3 separate regions of the Mus musculus genome follow, and all the other regions are linked to region 1. The links are chromatin contacts, called in public Hi-C and promoter capture Hi-C maps. All regions are on one chromosome and are shown on one strand. The core of a region is the stretch at or near the end of the contact, and the rest is flanking DNA. Distances in the headings are between cores, read along the strand shown. Region 1 holds the start of Selenoo (selenoprotein O). Region 2 holds the start of Sbf1 (SET binding factor 1). Region 3 overlaps Ppp6r2 (protein phosphatase 6, regulatory subunit 2).

Region 1 (3,146 bases), core at 318-2,817:
CCAGCAACCATCTGTATGGCTCACAACCATCTATAACGGGATCTGATGCCCCCCTTCTGGTTTTTCTTTTTAAAGAGTTCCTTGGGGCTAGAGAGATGGCTCAGTGGTTAAGAGCACTGACTACTCTTCCATAGAACCCAGGTTCAATTCCCAGCACCCACATGGCAGCTCACAATTGTAACTCCTGTTCCAGGGGTTCAACTCTCACACATGCAGGCAAAACACCACTGTACAAAAAAAGGGGGGGGGGGAGGAGGAGGAGGAGGAAGAAGAGTTGTTCCTTTGGGCCTGTATGGTTTTGGATCCACGACTGTATTGGACACTTGTGGTACTCTCCATTGGAAAACAAGAACTATCCACTCGTGTGTGTGGGTGGGTGGGTGCATGTGTGCGCGCGCACGATTAGAACTGACAGGCTTGGGAGAATGGTCACAGAGAAGGTGGGTATAAGAACGGATTGTGCCCACAGTCCCTAGACAGTGCGTAGAGTCTGCTAGAGGCTGGGCAAGTTGAGGAAGCATACTGTTTAAGTATGGTTCCAGATAATAGGTCTGGATACCAGCCCAATGCATTGCTTCTGAAAACTAGACTCTGGGCAAGATGTTCAGCAAACAGTATCATTCGGGGAACTGGTTCCAAAGTCCGCGTTGTGTTTCTGAAAACACATCGGACAGCCATTAGAGGTGTGTCCCCTCCACCTGACAGAATTGGCAGATGGAGAGAGATCTCTCTGAGTGTCAGCCAGAGAGTAAGCCCGTTCTTGCCACTCGGCCCTTCCCTGCCAGTTTCTTTGTCTTCCTCCACCTAGGTCCTAACCATTCATGGAGTTTGGACGTAGGGCTGTCCCTACCCGGGCGAAAGCGCCACTGGGCACCTTCCCTTTTCACCCACGCGCGCAGAAGGGTGTCGCCTCCGGGAAGTTCTCCGGGAGTTCCGCACCTGGAGAAGGGCGTGGGGCCGGCGCCTTTGAGCTGCAGCTCCCAGCGCTCGCCGGCCGCTGTGCACACCTCGCCCAGGTACATGGCGGCACCGTCGCCCAACTGCCCAGCGAACTGACCGAACTGGTGTCCACAGTAGCAGTGCGCGGCGGGCTCGGTGCCCGGCAGCAGCGCATTGCCGCTGAAGAAGAGCGCAGCTTCGGCCTCGACCTCGGCCTCCTCGCTGGCCTCGAGCCCCAGCAAGGCCAGCGCGGGCTCTGACAGCGCCACCAGGCGCGGCCGCCGTAGCGGGGCCGGCCGCGCACGGCTGAAGCAGGCTCCGGGCACCGGCCGCGGGGTGGCCAGGGAGTCCTCCGGCCCAGGCGGCGGCGTCTCCACCGGCAGCTCACGCAGGGCGCGGTTGTCAAAGCGCAGCCCTGCCAGCCAACGCGGCGTGGGCTCCATAGCTGCAGCCCAGGCGGACCGGGGCGCGGACGACGGAAGCGCGAGACCGACGCACCGTGGCCGGGTTCGGGCAACCGCGAGCGAGGCCCCGACCGCGGCCCTGACAGAGGCCATTCGCCGCCTCGCCGGAAGCCTGCTCGCCCCGACCGGAAGTTTTCCCCCACCCAGTTAGGGGCTGGTGGGAGGCACGCCCAGAAGCTTGGTTCTGATTGGTCGCCTCTCGTTTGTCCACTTCCAGGCTACGAGCCGTCGCAGAGGGTGGACCTAAGATGCTGTTTAACTTCTGGCACCTGTGCACCAGGCCAGCCGAGGTCCGAAGCTCCCACCCAGGTGACATATGCCAGACTGGACTACTCCAAGTGTGCCTACAGGCTGAGTGATGTCCCTAAAAAACTACCAGGCCCCCTCACCCCTTAACTAGAGGTGAAGCCAAGGCCATTCCCTGGGTGCTGTGGGTTTGAGTGGTACTGTCCATCACATGCATAGAAACAGACATGGAATCTTTTGACTGTTTTATTCAGACAGCTAACAATCTAAGACAGTAGTTTAGCATCCTAAAGATGTGTCTTTCATCTCCTCTTTATCCAGCCGATTATATAGGTAAGTAAACAAAGCCAGGCAGTCATTTCAAAGTTTACTCTCGCCTCTCTGGTCAATCTTGTCTTAGATTTATGGTGCTGATGCTTTGCTCTCCATCATCTCCTCTCTGTAGCAGGGTTTGCAAACACTAAGAACCCGAGTCCTGCATCAGCTGTTTATATGACACTATTAACGTGTGTGTGTGTGTGTGTGTGTGTAGATCCCTTTTTAAAATAAAGTACAAATATGTTTTTATAATGTGGAATATGCAGTGCCCTGCCACTAGGACAATTTTTCCTCATCTGTTCTGTCCAGAGAAGGGCCAGAAGTCCTGGTAATATTCTTGGGATCCATGGGCTAGGTGGGAATTGGCCACCCAAGATTTGCTACAGGAATAATTTGGCTGGGCAATGGTTCCAGCTGGGATTCTGAGCCTATCTGAAACCTGGCTCTGCATGCATGCTAGGTCCTCTGTCCCCAAGTCCTTCCCTATTGGTGCCTCAAGTTGTATTTCCCTTGTACACAGCATCTCTCCCTGAAGTGATAGCATTTCCTTCTCTCTCCATTCTGTGCCTGTCACTTGCAATCTAGGTGGCTATGGATCTTGGTGGTGGAGAGGTAGGCAGCATCCAGTGCTCAGGAAAACCTGTTAGTTTCAAACAGGAGACTCTGAGCACAAATGCACGCATTCCTTCCTGGCAGTCTTTCTCCTTTTCAGCCTTTCTTCAGTTCTACACCTCAAGAATTCATCTCTGGAAATTTTCCTAGGGCCATAGTGGGCTTCTAAAACTACAATGAGGCCAGATGTGGTGGCACATGCCTTTGATCCCAGCACTTGGGAGGCAGAGGCAGGTGGATCTGAGTTCACGGCCAGCCTGGTCTACAGAGCGAGTTCCAGGACAGCCAGGGCTACACAGAGAAACCTTCTCAACAAAACAAAAACTGAACAAACAAGAAAATCCACTCCCCCCCTCCCCCCACACACAGAAAAACAAAAATCCTGCAATGAACCCAAATGTGGCCCTGGAGCTGTTCGATCACTGTCAAATCCCCTCTCCCTCTGCATGGGCGGTGAGAAGGTGGGTAGGTGTTGTTTTCTGTGACAGAGCCTGTAGTATCTTAGCCTTGGCCAGAGCATGTGTTCTTCCTGCTGCCACTAACACAGACGTCACTGACTACCCTCAG
Region 2 (3,146 bases), core at 470-2,969, 230 kb before region 1:
TTCAGACACCAAGTCAAACTTGCCTGCCACCATTTTTTAAAAAAATTTATTTATTTTATGTATATGAGTACACTGTAGCTGTCTTCAGACACACCGGAACAGGGTATTGGATCCCATTACAGAAGGCTGTGAGCCACCATGTGGTTGCTGGGAATTGAATTCAGGACCTCCAGAAGAGCAGTCAGTGCTCTTAACCTCTGAGCCATCTCTCCAGCCCCCTGCCACCATTTCTTACGAGTATAGAGACGAGTTTTAGTTGATTGACAGAAGCAGCCAACTCAATCAAGTTCAAACACAGGTTTTAAGCAGAAAGGAAGATTTTGCAGCTCACCTGGCATTGGCAAAGGAGAGCTAGGTTTGTGTCTCTGTGCACAGAACTTTCCTAGGACAGTCTTTTCCTCTTCCCCTCTTTTATTTATTTTTATTTTATCTTATTTTTTTCAAGACAGGGCTTCCTGGCTGTTCTGGAACTAGCTCCGTAGACCAGGCTGGCTTCAAACTCCATCTGCTTCTGACTCCCAAGCGCTTTAATTAAAGGCGTGCGCTGCCACCACCACCATGACCACCAAGCTCATCCCCCTCTCTTAAAAAAGACATTTTCACTTTATGTGTATGGGTGTTTTCCCTGCATGTATGTCCACGCACCACCACAAACACGTTCCGGAGGCCAGAAGGGGGCGACAGATCCCCCTGGACCCAGAATTGCAGGCGAGGGTGCTGCAAATCCAGCACAGATTCCCATAACCTCTAAACTATCTCTCCAGAAAGGCCCTTATATCTCCTGTTTTTTGGACACATGGTTTCCTGATGAAGCCAAGGAGACTGGACTGGAATTCATGAACGACCTGCTTCAGCTTCTCAAGGGCCGAGACTCTTTATACACGTACACTGACGACTGGACTCGTCTCTCCTGAGATTGCTTTCATTCATTCTCCAGATCTTGCAGGTGGAGGGAACACGATGCTAATAGGTGGCTTGTCTTTCAGTTCTCACAGAAAACTAAACTCATCAACAAGCAAGCCTAGTCCTCCCCCTTTAATCTCCTGGTCAAGGACCTTGCCTCTCCTACAAGTGTCCATTCCTGTATTACTGCAAGAGGCCTGGCCAACCCCCTGACCTCCAGGGCGATCCAACTTCGCAGGAAGGTGACTCAAGCTGGAACTTTTTTTTTTTTTTTTTTAAATGCAGGTGTTGGATATCCCATCCATCCAATGGTGAAATATCTAGCTGCCCCTTTTTGCACTAGGAACTTAAAAAAAAAAAGCCTGTAAAGTCTTTCCCTTGGCCACCATAAGATTGGCAGGGTGAGTGGCGAAGCCATGACACTCCTCCATCCCCCAGCTCGGTCCTCTAGTTTGGGAGACTGGCTGGACAAGGCCTGAGCTCCACTGGTTTGCTTCAGGCAGACTGAGCTGGACCACGCCCCTGACCCTCGGAGTTAGGCTCTCCCAAGGGTGAGGTCCAGGTCTCCCTTCATTCCGGGGCTTCAGTTCCGACGGGGAAGTATGCCCTAATCCTGACCGGTGGTGCTTCAGGTCGAAATGTCGGCCGCGGGACCAGGGTAGCTGACCCGCCCCGGCCGCCGTAAGCTTCACCCGCCCAAAGGGTTGAGCCGGTCCTTGAGCATGAGGTAGTAGGCGGGGCAGCGCCCTCTGGACCCGCCCCATGCGGAGTGGCCCAATGGAAGCGCACTGTGCCAGGTCCCGCCTACACGGGAGGGGCAGAACTGCGCAGGCTCCTGAAGCGCCCGGGCGGGCCGGCTGGCTGGGAAGATGGCGGCGGAAGCCCTGGTCAGCGGCGCCGCAGAGGAGCGGGCCCGGGGTGTCCCAAGTGTGCAGCTTAGGGCCAGCGCCGGGCCATGAGCGCGCCGCCATCGAACCCTCGAGCCGTGGAGCCCGCCTGCGCCCCTTGCCATGGCGCGGCTCGCGGACTACTTCGTGCTGGTGGCGTTCGGGCCGCACCCGCGCGGTGAGTCTCAGCGCCGAGGGGGACGAGCTGGGGGGGACTGAGGGACTGGGACTGAGGACTCGAAGCTAAGAAGACCCGGCCGGAGGCAGGGTCAGGAGTTGGGGCCGAGCTCTCGGGGCTCTCGAAAAGAGGCCTCCGTAGTTATTGGCCACGGTGGCGTCGGGGCAACCCGCGAGGACCCCGGACGACATGGCCTGTGTAAGAAACATCCCTCCTACACCTGGGCACCTGCGTCGCTGTTCCGAGGTGGGCAGGGGCGTGTCGCTCGGGCGTGGGAGGCTGGAGGACCCTGCTGCAGTTCGGTCTCCCCGATTCCAAGTTGGGTGGGATGGGCTCACCCCGCCTTGGCCGCCTGCCGGTGGCTGGGTCTGGGAATTTCAGAGAGGGGGGCGGAACGTTTTCGTCTTCCAGCTTCTCTGACCCAGTGCTAGGTCTGAAGCCTCAAGCACCGCTTGATGGGGTGCAGTGGAGGGGGAGGGGTTCGTCGGTGGTATGGAGCCGGACTTCAGACGAAAGTGTCACACTTGGAGGAGAGCATTCCTGGTGTTCAAGCCTCTAAGCCAGGCCCCTCAGCGGGGGATCAGTGTGGTGATCTAGGAGGCCCTGATCTGGAGTCAGCACCTGTGTCTGAGAGCCCTTCAGTCCTGGGGGTAGGAGAAAACGGAGCCTGACAGTGACATCAACCACAGCCATGGAGACAACAGTGTTGGGGGGTGTTGGCTGGAGTCCTCAGTGTGCCAGGCCCTGCACAACCCTTTGTGTGTATGATCTCATTTCTCCCAATAGCCCACTGAGATTGCCTTGCTGTTGCCCTATCTTCAGCATAGAATCTGGCATAGAGAAGTTGAGTGTGTGGGTCTGGAATGGAGGCTGGGACTTGTACTCTGGCTGTCAGAGTCCACCTGCAGAGGGGCGGTATCTTAGGGACAACTGTGGCCAGATGAGGTAGCCCCTTAATCCCTAGATGTAATGCTTCCTACCGTGTTCCAGTTATCTATTCCACACAGTTATTCTGCTGCTTCTCAGACCAGCTGTCACTGTCACCATTCAGGACCCAAACTTTCTTCTTTGCCTTTCTTCTTGCTAAGTCTCCACTAGGACTGTTCCTTTGTTTAATGTCCACATGATGGACCCTGTATGCACTGGAAAACACCACCACCACCACCACCACCACCACC
Region 3 (3,146 bases), core at 392-2,891, 190 kb before region 1:
GCAGAATCCAAAACAAAACCCCCACATGGGCCTAAGGTCAAGAGCCTTGTGAGATTAGTACCTTGTCTCCTGGTAGGGTCCAGCCCTGAGACTTCCTCTACTGTACCCTGAACTTAGGTGGAGATCCTGCCTCAGGGCCTTTGTATGGGAAGCCATTTCCAGTATCCTGTACCCACAGACAACTCCTTATGCTCCTGAGCCTCACCACCTGCTCTCCCACCGCTGAATGCCAGGAGGCTGAGCTCCCTGGGGAACACAGAGATCTAGCTTTGTGGAGTACCCCTGACTCACTGGGTAGCTCCTTGACACCTTGGTCCTATATTCTCATCTTGACCACTCAAAATAGAAGCACTTGCTGGAGTGGCTGGCCTCTTGGCAAGGATGATGACAACATACCTGATTCCTTCCCTAGGGACGGCCTTCAGACACTGCAGGGGAACTGTGGCTTGACCACCTGCGAGCTGCTTCTACTTCCCAATCAGGGCTCAGACTACACCTAATCCCTAACCCTGAGATGCATTTTGTCCTACTGTGCGAGCGTGCAGGGCACCTGACTGTAATTCACAAGTGCCCTACAACAAATGGCACAGCACAAAGTGGGGTAACAGGAGAGGGCTGGCCAGAGTCCTAAGCTTGCCCTACAGAAAGTTAAGGGCAACAGGCCTTTCCTCCACTGTCTGGGACAACCGTAGACACCAAGGAGGTTAGCCAGTCCCAGAGCCTGAAAACCAGGTATTCTCTGTAACTGGCACCTGTAGTGGAGACTGTCATTCCAAGTTTCTGGGGAGCTCTTGGGACATCCAGGTTCTATCTTCTACTCTGAAACATTTAAAACAGAAAATATACACTGTTGTCTAAGAAGCCCTCTGGTTCAGCCTTTCCATTAGAAAGAGGCACTGTTTTTCTAGAGACAGCTTTACAGGATCATTAGCCATGGAGCAGCAGCAAGGATTCCAGTCTAACCTCCACTTGTTCTCAAGGAACTGAAGACTGGCCACTGAGCCCTGTTCTCAGAAGCCATGCAGTGTTCACTGGGCCTCCCAGGAAAGCTTTCCAGTCCCTTCACACCTGCCAACAGCAGCCTCCGCTGTCCTGGGTGGTGGGGAGACCTTTCCAGTATGGCCTGTGCACACAGCTTCCACAGCACCCGCTGCCTTCTCGTCATCTTCACTGTCAGATCCCCCAGAGGAGCTGCTGTCAGAGGCTACCAGGGGGGCCTTCCTAGTGACACACACATTCCAGGCACAAGGCGAGGTAGGACCAACTGCAAAAGAAGAAACCCTGCGATATTTGTGAGGGCAGAGGAGCCAGAGAACACAGATACCATGGCCTCAGGGATCCCAGATTTGCATAAGTCAGTGTGAGATGAGTGGCAGAGACGGCACATGTTGGCTTCCTGAGTGTTATGCACGTGTATCTGCATGTTCGCAGGAACCACATGAACTGCTATGTACCTTTCATGTGGGCTGCCCCACTACTCCACTAGATAGGAGATGTGTGTGCTCTTCTCAGAGGAGGAAACATGGGCTCAGAGAAGCCACTTTAAACCTAATGCCCAGGAGCGTTCTTACCCAGTCCACTTGCCTGGGAAGGAGAGAGAGGCCAAGTCAAGTCCCATAGTGGCATCCCAACAGGGACTCATCTACATAACAATGTGACTCAAGGATGTTGTAAAGTACAGGCCTGGGCCATGGAGCCTGATTGGACCTGGCTCTGAGGACACCCTACATGCTCATACATGTTGTCCTGCCTTCTACCCCTAAAGCTGGAGGACCCTAAAGTTCCTCATGTATTGTACAGTGAACAAATCATGATAACTCCAATCCCATATGTATGTAAGGATTCCAACATCACAAATACATAACCACACCTGGGGCCGAGGCCACTTCCCACCTTCTCAATAGGGTCTAGCCTTGCATCAGGCCTGCCAACTAGTCAAGGCAGCTGTCTGAGCTGTTGCTACTCACAGGTTTTCTCTGGGCCTGGACTCTGGCCACCCTCGGCATTGCTGTGGTCCATGTCCACAGGAGAGCTGCACCGGGGCCCTGTCTCAGAGCTAGAAAAGAAGATGACATGCTGAGCCCACTGGACAACACTGGTCCTGATACCCAACAGGCAAGATTCCATTCTGATGTTTGTTACCAGCAGAAAGGCTGGAAGTCGGTGAATTTGGCCCAGCCTTTCTCCTCTACAACTGAAGGACCAGCCGCCCATGCACTAGAACCCACATCCCTCGCAGCTCCTGGGGTTGCAGACAGCGGGTTCACTGGCTCATCAAAAACTGCTGTCCATGTAGTACCTGCCAGAAGGAGACGCAGCAGTCAAGAATAGGCAGGCCTAGTATGTGATAGGCGAGGGAGAAGCATCTCTCACGTAGATGAATAGCGGGGTCATCAGAGCTGACCAGGAATGCAAGATGCTCCCATAGGAAACCCCAGAAGAGCCCCCACTGTCTCGAGTGTCAGAGATGGCGGGACTCCCCAGCACTGCTTGTGCTTTGCAAAAGGTAGTATGGCTTCAAACCCTGGGACACTTGGGCATAAGACCTGTGAATGACCTGGAAAGGGTCCTATTAAGCTACCCACTGCCACAGAGCACATGTATGGGCATCAGTTCTTGCTGATGTGGTGCCTCATGAGATACCTGTAAAGCCCCATCTGTCCTCCAGTAAGGCTGATGGTACAAAGTAGGTACCATCTCACCTGTCCCAACCCAGGTCATAGCAGGCACACAGCATGGGGGGCCCCTACTGTGGGTGTTCCTGCCCTTGCAGCTGGCCAGCTCCAGCTAAGGTGCTGGCAACTCCTAACAGACAGCTGGTTTCTTGCCCGTGTCCTGAGTATCTAATACCCCAGAGCAGGTAAGAGAGGTCTCTAAGAGGAAGTATATGGGTAGATGCTCCCAAGTACATCTGAGAGATGGCAAATAGCAACATACAGGTTACATGGGGTTTCCCTTCCCTAGCAAACAGAATGGACACCAGCTGTGCAAGTGCACATGTATACAGGCAGGCACTACAGTGGAAGGGAGTAAGAACACCTGGCTCGATTCAGTGCACAGCAGAACCCGTGGTGGCCAGACCTCCCAAAACATTTCATGAAACCATGTGTAGATGGGGAACTAGGAAATCAACTGCTGGAAAAACA

Evidence for each region. Promoter capture Hi-C pulls out the DNA fragments that hold promoters and counts their contacts. A called contact is a pair of places that touch in the nucleus more often than the background predicts.
Region 2: a promoter capture Hi-C map of pre-B cells shows a contact between it and region 1. The contact joins the promoter of Sbf1 here to the promoter of Selenoo in region 1. A contact is called at or near these places in 10 of 39 promoter capture datasets (the C10 cell line, cranial neural crest, embryonic stem cells and 4 more), 4 of 484 Hi-C or Micro-C datasets (CD4 T cells, CD8 T cells, bone marrow-derived macrophages and 1 more), 7 of 115 datasets of contacts at active chromatin or transcription factors (bone marrow-derived macrophages, double positive thymocytes, large pre-B cells and 3 more) and 4 of 9 other capture datasets (adipose tissue, liver, macrophages and 1 more).
Region 3: a contact with region 1 is called in a Hi-C map of stem cell-derived epiblast-like cells, with 2.2 times the contacts expected there. The contact joins the enhancer-like site here to the promoter of Selenoo in region 1. A contact is called at or near these places in 11 of 39 promoter capture datasets (the HPC-7 cell line, cranial neural crest, embryonic stem cells and 6 more), 23 of 484 Hi-C or Micro-C datasets (the AML12 cell line, the G1E-ER4 cell line, LSK cells and 12 more), 2 of 115 datasets of contacts at active chromatin or transcription factors (bone marrow-derived macrophages and craniofacial prominence) and 4 of 9 other capture datasets (adipose tissue, liver, macrophages and 1 more).

What each region holds. Positions count from the first base shown.
Region 1 is chr15:89,087,459-89,090,604 of GRCm38.p6, reverse strand. Selenoo (selenoprotein O) reads right to left here and starts at 1,567. Exons shown (of 9, transcript NM_027905.3): 1 at 940-1,567. The coding sequence starts at 1,496.
Region 2 is chr15:89,313,884-89,317,029 of GRCm38.p6, reverse strand. It overlaps Sbf1 (SET binding factor 1), which reads left to right and starts at 1,719. Exons shown (of 41, transcript NM_001170561.1): 1 at 1,719-1,968. The coding sequence starts at 1,914.
Region 3 is chr15:89,281,001-89,284,146 of GRCm38.p6, reverse strand. Ppp6r2 (protein phosphatase 6, regulatory subunit 2) reads right to left here. Exons shown (of 25, transcript NM_026813.2): 21 at 2,143-2,299; 22 at 1,968-2,056; 23 at 1,069-1,264. Among named protein-coding and RNA genes, the nearest start is that of Mir6959, 23 kb to the left of the region's middle. Within about 2 kb of position 1,641, at least 33 of the 459 cell types and tissues checked have an H3K27ac peak or open chromatin away from gene starts, as enhancers often do. A contact at or near this core is called in stem cell-derived epiblast-like cells, where this site is marked.